Regions from separate parts of the Mus musculus genome. Here region 1 is linked to region 2. A link is a contact called in public Micro-C data. All regions are on one chromosome and are shown on one strand. The core of a region is the stretch at or near the end of the contact, and the rest is flanking DNA. Distances in the headings are between cores, read along the strand shown.

The links. A called contact is a pair of places that touch in the nucleus more often than the background predicts.
Region 1: a Micro-C map of embryonic stem cells shows a contact between it and region 2, with 4 times the contacts expected there. The contact joins the promoter of Isyna1 here to the promoter of Sugp2 in region 2. A contact is called at or near these places in 2 of 39 promoter capture datasets (cranial neural crest and neural stem cells), 2 of 484 Hi-C or Micro-C datasets (both in embryonic stem cells), 1 of 115 datasets of contacts at active chromatin or transcription factors (double positive thymocytes) and 1 of 9 other capture datasets (liver).

What each region holds. Positions count from the first base shown.
Region 1 is chr8:70,591,833-70,596,434 of GRCm38.p6, forward strand. It overlaps Isyna1 (myo-inositol 1-phosphate synthase A1), which reads left to right and starts at 2,649. Exons shown (of 11, transcript NM_023627.1): 1 at 2,649-2,711; 2 at 2,788-2,916; 3 at 2,991-3,152; 4 at 3,307-3,439; 5 at 3,529-3,722; 6 at 3,873-4,022; 7 at 4,118-4,333; 8 at 4,416-4,580. The coding sequence starts at 2,797. Ell (elongation factor RNA polymerase II) reads left to right here. Exons shown (of 12, transcript NM_007924.2): 12 at 1-1,026.
Region 2 is chr8:70,231,321-70,235,553 of GRCm38.p6, forward strand. Sugp2 (SURP and G patch domain containing 2) reads left to right here and starts at 2,885. Exons shown (of 11, transcript NM_172755.4): 1 at 2,885-3,332. It overlaps Armc6 (armadillo repeat containing 6), which reads right to left and starts at 3,102. Exons shown (of 8, transcript NM_133972.2): 1 at 2,790-3,102; 2 at 1-86. The coding sequence starts at 80.

The sequences.
Region 1 (4,602 bases), core at 1,399-3,898, 360 kb after region 2:
TGGCTGTGCCCAAAGCTCTTAGCAGCGGCCTCCGCAGCATGTGCTCCTCAGTCCCCAACACACTGCCCTTCATGTCACACTGTGGCTGTGTGGTTCTGTCTGTCCCTCCATCCATTTGTGGGTCCTGGGATCACCTCCCTGCTGGGTCCCACTTGGGGGGTGCTGAGGGTGGCACCTTGCTTGCCTTCTCCAGGGCGCAGGCCTGAGGCCCCCAATTGCTGCTTTCTCACTGTGCCTCGTCTCATACCCCAAATCCAAATCCAAGGGGCCATCAGTGTGCATGTGTCTGTGTGCGTGTACATGTAGTATGAGTGGGTCTCCACACATTCAGAGGGAAGCCATTGGGGAGGTGGTGGGGGCCACTGCTGTAGGGCAGGGAAAGAATGTCAAAGACAGATGTCTATTTTTTTAAATGGTGAAGATGTCTTTGGGTGGCTTCCAAAGAGCCTGGCTGCCTGGAGGCACCTGCCTGGCACAGTCCCCCACCCCCAGTCAGCTCTTAGCTTTCTTTTGGGATTCCTAGAGTCCCCAGACCCTAGAGGAACCAAGCTTTCAATAGATGTTGGTTTCTTCTCCGGGGCAGGACCAGGCTCTGCATGGTGCACTTCTCTCACAGCTACACTGCGCAGGCTCAGGGTAGATCCCAGGTTACCCCTCTCCTGCCCTGAGAACTCCATCCAGGGCTATTGATTGAACTGATGGTATGTTTGAGTTGTTTCATTGTCTGAGATTTTGTTGTCTGTCTGAGATTTGGGAAAGGCAGGGCCACACTCTGGGGCTGCAGGTGGTGGCTGGCAGCTTAAGCATGGTCTAACTTATTGGTGTTCTCCCCGCCTTTGAACTGTGCTGTGGAGAAAGTCTACTTTGAGCCATGGAGTTGGTGTTTACAAAGTCTTCACTTTTGCCAAAACGTTACAATTGACAGAGAGGCGGTGCCTCCAGGTCCTTTCTTAGAGTTTGTCTTCTGTACACAAAGCAGGTGAACCGCCAACTTTCAAAGTCTATAATAAATTTGATGGAATTTAACCTCTCTGTGGTTTGAGTATGTCACTGTAGGGGTGGGGTAGCCCTAAGTGAGAGCTTGACCCAGAGCCCCGAGGGCTTTGGCAAGGTGTGAGCACTGCAGTGCTGGGCATGGGCATGGGCAGAGTGGGCTCCCCTGCAGCACCCAGGCCTTCAGGTGAGAAGGTGCTGCCCTCTACTAGAATAGGTGGGACAGAAAGTTTGCTTGAGACTGACACCCTTTTAAAAACAATAGACCCCAGCGAGAATTACCTGTCTCTTAGAGCTGTCAGTCCAGCTAGCATCTGAGGCCATGGAGGCCGAGCATGGCCACCATCAGCCCCTGGCTCCAAGCAGAAAGCACAGGCTGGGCATGCGTCAGAGGCAGCATGTTTGTTTTCAAAGGGAAAAGTCAAAGGCAGCCTGTGAGGGAGGGCTGGGGTCAGTAGGACTCCCTTGAGGCCTTGGCCAGACTTCTGACAGTTCTGAGGCAGCTGAGGGGGTGGAAGGAGAGTCAGGCACCCTGTGGGCCGCTGTGTACTCACTACCTAGGAACAGCTTGACCATGCTCTTCCATCGCCTTCCCAGAGCCCAGGGCTAACCCTTGTCCCCACGCACCTCCCAACCAGAGCAGTCTGCTACAGCGACCCCAACCCCACCCTGGTCAAGGATGTCCTCCCGGGAAGGGCCCTTTTGGGGACTCGGCCTTGCTCCCAGCCCCGAGCCCCTTGCAAAATGAATGTCCCAGTGCAGTCTTTCTGCCTCAACCTCCCAAATGCTGAGATGACCGATATTGGCCACCAGACAGTTTCATTACCTAAAAGAGATAAACAATCTGCCATTTCTACTGTGGCACACCACAAGAGGACAGAAAGTGGGCAGCAATCTAAAGCACAACCCATTTCCCCATGGTGCTCCTCAGCCCTTGCATCTGAGACCCTCCCCGGAGCTTTACTTTAGGGGGTGTAGCGGGTTCCGCCTGTAGTTCTCCCATGACAATCTCCCCTTCATACATCAAAACGATCCCCAACAGTCCCCTCCTCTGGGAACCCTGCCTGAGTCTCTTCACCGGGATGAGTTCAGTTGGGCTGGTTCGTGTTAGCAACGGCAAATAAAGTCTTGACACCCACAGAGCGGGCCCCCTCTTATTTTCGTGCAGACATTTCGGACAATCCACCTTTTTGGCACAGCTCCAGCTGTGGAAAGTTTCCGCTAGGAGGAGGCCACTTGTTTTGGAAAGTTCTGGGGGCACCTCCCCCGCCTGCCTGCCGAGTTCCCATGTTCCTTATCACTGTGCCTACCCAGGGGGAGGCCGCGTAGACCTGCCCATTCTGTCTCCTCCTCTGGGCAGGGCCATCAGGCCAGTGATCGCAGCTGGAGGACTGGGAGAGGGCGGGACAGACAGCCGAGCAGCTCTGAGACCCCCCCCCCCCCCAAAAAGCCCCTCGACCAGACATGCCCCACCTCCCTGTCGGTGGCCATCGCTCATTGGCTGCCTGGTGGTACAAGGGTGCGCAGCGAGGTAACGCGCAAGACGCTCGCGCCTGAGACTCCTTCCGGCTACCTGGGTTTAGAGCACCCAGAACCCTGGTCGCAAGTCACGCCCATCAGGGGCGTGGTCGAGGCGTGGCATCGGCGTTTTTCTTCGCTGCCCCAGAGCCCTCGGGCCCACGCTGTCCGCTGCCGCAGTCTGATCCAACTCTGGGCCGGTAAGTACGAACCTATCCTAGGCCGTAAGGTTGGCTCTCGGGTGGTGATTCCGCGCTCACTGGCTCTGGCCCACAGCTCGCCACGATGGAGCCCGCCGCCGAGATCCTCGTGGATAGCCCGGACGTGGTCTACAGCCCCGAAACCATCGAGGCGCGCTACGAGTACCGGACAACGCGCGTCAGCCGCGAGGGCGGCGTGCTGCGGGTGCGCGCGGGGCGCGGGCGGCGGAGGACACTGGGAACCCGAGGTCCCGCGACTCACTCCCAACTCTTCCTTAGGTGCAGCCCAGGGCTACGCGTTTCACCTTCCGCACCGCCCGGCAGGTGCCCCGACTCGGGGTCATGTTGGTCGGCTGGGGCGGGAACAACGGCTCCACGCTCACTGCTGCTGTTCTGGCCAATCGGCTGCGCCTAACCTGGCCCACGCGCACAGGTCGCAAGGTGGGGGCCGTGGCTACTAGGAGAATACGGGGTGGGGGTGTGGCGAGCAGAACTGGGGGAGGGGCGTGGCTTGTTGGACTAGCGCGTCTCAGCAAGCCGGACCCCTCAGCCCCTCAACACCCTGCTCTGCTTGCCGCACCCCCTCCCTTCCCAGGAGGCAAACTATTATGGATCGTTGACCCAGGCGGGCACCGTGAACTTGGGTCTGGATGAGAACGGCCGGGAGGTGTTTGTGCCCTTCAGTGCGCTGCTACCCATGGTGGCCCCCAACGACCTGGTGTTTGATGGTGGGCAAAGCCTCGGGACGGGATGGGGTTAAGTGTGGGAGGGCCCAGGGTACGGGATGGGTCCTGTGTTAAGGGTCCCCGCAACCCAGGCTGGGATATCTCGTCGCTGAACCTGGCCGAGGCCATGCGGCGCGCGCAGGTCCTGGACTGCGGTCTGCAGGAACAGCTGTGGCCCCACATGGAGAGCCTGCGTCCGCGGCCCTCAGTCTACATTCCTGAGTTCATCGCTGCCAACCAGACAGCACGTGCGGACAACCTCATCCCTGGCACACGTGCCCAACAGGTGGGGTCCTCGACCCACTCCCAGGCCTTACTGTCACCTGTTACATGGCCACATGGTCTCTCCCTTTGGCAATAATTCCTATACCCCGGGGCCCAAGCCTCCGGACAACTTAAGACAACCTCCACCTAATCTTCCTCCTTCCTTTCCCAGTTGGAGCAAATCCGAAAGGACATTAGAGATTTCCGATCCAGTGCGGGATTGGATAAGGTCATCGTGCTGTGGACCGCCAATACGGAGCGCTTCTGCGAGGTGGTCCCAGGTCGCAATGACACAGCAGAAAACTTGCTACATACTATCCAGGTGTGCGTTTGCCCAAGATTCCTGGGGATCAGTGCCGGTCCAGAGGAATCCTTGGGTCCAGAGGAATCCTTGGCCGACTACTTCTCTGCCCTCAGCTTGGCCTGGAGGTGTCACCGTCCACACTTTTTGCTGTGGCCAGCATCCTGGAGGACTGCGCCTTCCTCAATGGATCCCCACAGAACACACTGGTACCCGGTGCCCTGGAACTGGCTTCGCAGCGCCATGTGTTTGTAGGTGGTGATGACTTCAAGTCAGGGCAGACTAAGGTCAAGTCTGTCCTGGTGGACTTCCTCATCGGCTCTGGGCTCAAGGTACCTCCAGGCTTCATGCGGTGCTGGGAGGAAGCCGGGGTGAGGGTACTGCAGAGCATTCACCGTCTCTTTGACCACACAGACCATGTCCATCGTGAGCTATAACCACCTGGGCAACAACGACGGGCAGAACCTGTCTGCACCGCTGCAGTTCCGCTCCAAGGAGGTGACAAAGAGCAGTGTGGTGGACGACATGGTTCACAGCAACCATGTGCTCTACGCGCCTGGAGAGCGGCCAGACCACTGTGTGCGTGCAACCGGTTGCAGGC
Region 2 (4,233 bases), core at 1,635-4,134:
TCAGTGCCCATCTCAAACTCCTCAATGTTCTCCCGCACTGCAGCATCAAAGGTTTCCTGGGTGATGCGCTTGGAAGCCATCACTGCCTGTTGAGTGGAAAGGAACATTTGGTTAGGGGACAGCAGGCAACTGGGAGTCTTCTACCTTAGTAATCCCAGCCCAAGGGAGGGCAGAGACACAAGGCTCCTGGCCAGGAGGAGACCAGTCTGGACTACATAATGAGACACTATCTCAAAAAGTTGATGGGGCTGGTGAGATGGCTCAGCGGGTAAGAGCACCCGACTGCTCTTCCGAAGGTCCAGAGTTCAAATCCCAGCAACCACATGGTGGCTCACAACCATCTGTAACGACATCTGACGCCCTCTTCTGGTGTGTCTGAAGACAGCTACAGTGTACTTACATGTAATAAATAAATCTAAAAAAAAAAAAAAAGTTGAAGAGATAAAAGAAAAAGGCCAACTGGATAGCTCTGTGGGTAAAGCCTTGCTACCAAGCCTCAGGACCTAAGTTTAGTCTTAAGAACAAACACGGTAGAGCCTGGACTCCTGAAAGTTGTCTTCTTACTTGTGTATGCAGGCTGGTGCATTTGCATGCCCACAATTATAATATGAATAAAACTTAAATAAAAAAAAAGAAAGAAGAAATGGGCACTTAGGGCACTGTCTACCAGGCCCCAAATAACTATGAGACTGCTCTTCCCATCTACTATACCTGATCTATCTGCACAAGAGCTTAGGCCTGCCATCCCAGCATTGGGGAGCAGAGAGGCAGGTGGATATCTGGGAGTTCAAGACCAGCCTCATCCACATTCAGTTCTAATCCAGACAAAGCTACACAGTGAGACCCTAACCCAAAACAAACAAGACAAAGGCAAACAAACAAACAAAAAAAATCCAGGCTATGTGAACCCTGGTCTCAGTAAGCAATCCACCAAGATGAGGGAAACAGGTGGTATTCGATTAAATATCAAGGCATAAACAAAATACAACAGATGTCAGTGTTACTTGGCAGTGGGGGTTGGTGCCCAGGGTCTCACTCATGGTAGCATGTTCCCTACCAAGCCTGATTGTTCTACAACACTATTTTATTTAACTTTATTTAAATTGCATTTTATCCACTTGCAAGTGTTGGCTTGCATTTGCTGTGTCACAGGCAAAGAACAGTCTGCAGCTCTCTTCAACATGGAGATCCTGGGGGTTGAACTCAGGTCCTCGAGCTTGGCAGCAAGCACCTTAGCTGCTGAGCCATCTCACTGAGCTGAGCACTATTTTCTACTGCACAGTCCATAGCCAACATTATCAAAGTTTTCTGATGCTCTTCTTTACAACAGTCTAGAATCACGAATCGGGTGTGGTGGCATGCAACTGTCATCTCAGCAGCAGAAGGCTTGGGGCAGAAGGATGGGGAATTCAAGGGTACAAGAGATTGTCCAGACAACAAAAACAAAAATTCCAACCCTGAAGCTCACAAAGCCATAGGAGAAAATTGACTCCCACAAGTCCTCTGATCTTACATGAAGGACACAGTATAAATGACACATCAATGTATAAAGATCAAATTTGTAAAAGCCACACTCTGGTTAGGGCTTTATGGTACAAGCCTGTGATCTCCAGCCCCAAGCCAGCCTAGGCTACAGAGTGAGACCCTGTGTGGAAGGAACGAGTGTAAAAGCTGAGGTGCTGGGAAAAAAGTGTTCAGTCAGCAGGTGAAGGTGTGCCGCTCCATCATCACAACTTGAGTTCAGTTTCAGCACTCACATCTGGTAGTTCACAACTTGTGCATACATGTAAACACACAATAGTCATGATGATGTTAAATAATATTGATAACAAATAATTTATTAATAATAATAGTTATTAAAGCACAAATGAAGCAGAGGCAGGCTAACCTCTGAACTGGAGGCCAGCACAGTCTACAGTGCAAGTTCCTGGACAGCCAGGACGACACGGAGAAATCCTGGCTTGAAAAACAACAACAAAACAAGAAACACTGATACCAGAACAACGGAGGCAGAAATGGTAGACCTCTGTGAGTTTCTGGCCAGCCTGATCTACACAGTGAGACCCTCCTGACCCCCTCCCCCGTCTTGCCCCTCAAGTAAACAAAACCTGTCTAGGTCAAGCAGCCTTACTGTCACATGAAATAATCCCGTTTTTGTTTTTTATGTTAGGGATTCATGTAGACCTGACTGACCTTGAACTCCTGATTTCCAGTCTCCAAACAACCCCCTGGCTCATCAGTTGTTTTTGAGGCAGTGTCTGGTCTTGTAGCCCAGACTGGTATCAAACTCGCAGCAATCCTTCTGCCTCTGCTTCTTGAGTGCACCACAACGCCTGTTCTTTCTTTTGGCTGTTTTTATTCTGAAATATGGGCTGGCTACATAGCCAAAGCCGGTCTAGAACTCATCAATCCTTCTGTCTCCCTAAAGCAGTCATGACAGGTGCAGCAACCACGCCCGCTCCATCACTACTACATGAACAGCAACACCAGCGTCCCCTGAACCAGAGTCACACTGTCTTGAACCTCTTGTACTCCTGGCTCCACTGCCTAGAATGCGGCCGACCCTGTAGCAGGTGCTCAGGTGCACACAGGCGCAGCGCGAATGAATAAAATGAATGAAAGAACCTGCACAAGAAAGGCGAAGCATTTGCTTCCCAAGTATCTCTGGGACGATTCTCTCCTTCCCCCAAACCAAGTCCGCGAGAGTCGTGCAAACACCACCACCCCGACCCCGCGGCGCCCACTCCCCACTGCGCCAGCCACAAGCACAGGCGGCCGGTGCTCCTCACCGGGTCTACGCAGCCACGTGGGGAAAGGGTGGGGCTCGCAGCTGTCACCCGAGACTTTGCCTTTGGCTCCTTCGAGCCACCATATAAGCGCAAGCGCAGAGGCGCCGCCTCGCCTCGGCGTCCCTCCTTCAGCCGAGAGGCTCCTTTCCGGGGCAACGAGGGCGACCGCGAGCACAGGTAAAGCGAAGGGAGCCACAGAATACGCGTGGGCCTGAGACTCTTGCAGTACTCTCAATGCTACTCCTAGGTGTCGCTTCCCCTCAAAAGAGATAGTTTTCACCTAGGTAGACTCGGCCCTGAGAAGTGAGCAGCGCGCCTGCGCGAAAGAGCGAAGATGGCTGCCCTCGACGCTTGCGCATGAGGACCTAGGCGGTGGCAGCCAGCGCCTGCGCACCAAGGCAAGGCAGAGGCTTGCGCCTGCGCGACGCGGCGCTGCGGAAACCGTTGGCTCATTTGCATCTCCCCGCCTCGCCAGGCGGTGGATAAGGGGCCCGAGGCGGCGGCGGCAGCGGCGGGGGCGGCACCGCACGCGGCAGGCTCCGGGTGAGGCCCGGGCCCTGGAGACCTGGGAGGGCTGGCCCGGGGTGGGAAGGACTCTGGGTGTCTCTAGGGCGAGCGCGCTCCTCCAGCCTGTCTGGCGGGTCCATTCATTACGCTTGAGCCCTCAGTCGGCCGGGCGAGTTGGGCGTAACGGCGAGCGGGCTTCGGGCCTCCAGCTGCCGGGAACCACTGCAGCCTCCGAGTCTGCCAGTACCATAGACGGGGAAACGGAGGTGCAGACAGATTAGGTACCTTGATTAAATTTCAGGATCAGCTGACCCGGAGGAGTCCCTGCTCTTAAATGACAGAGAACAAGGGGCGTCCTATCGCTTTCCCAGGGTGTGGGGAAACGGGGTGATGGTTATAGAAATGACCAGAAGGGAGGTTTACCTCTTGAAGTTGGAAGTGTCATAAGGAAGGCTGTCACTGATATGTATGCTGCCTTATTTTTTTTTAACATTCAGAAAGTGCCCTCACAATGAATGCCCTGTTGGTCAGGCTCAACATTAGGATGCCTGACCTAGTGGTTCACTTCTTCAAGTCTGCTTTTCTCCCGTGTGTGAACATTTTTTTCTTTCATTCCTTTTTTCTTTCTTTCTTTTTCTTTTTCTTTTTTTTTTTTTTTTTTTTTAAGGCAGGGTCTCAAACTGATTATGATGGCTCACCCCTATAATCCCAGTTCCCAGGAGGCAGAGACAGGGTGGATTTTCCTTTCAATGCCAACCTTAGTGTGTATGTATGTGTGTGTGTGCACACACAAAGTTTGAGGCCAACCAGAGGTGTGTAAGGAGATCATTTGGAATCTCTCCTACTCAACCATGCTACCAAAAAAAAAAAAAAAAAAAAAGTAAATAAAACTAAAAAGATTGGGTCTGCAGAACCTGGCAGTGCACACTGGCAATCC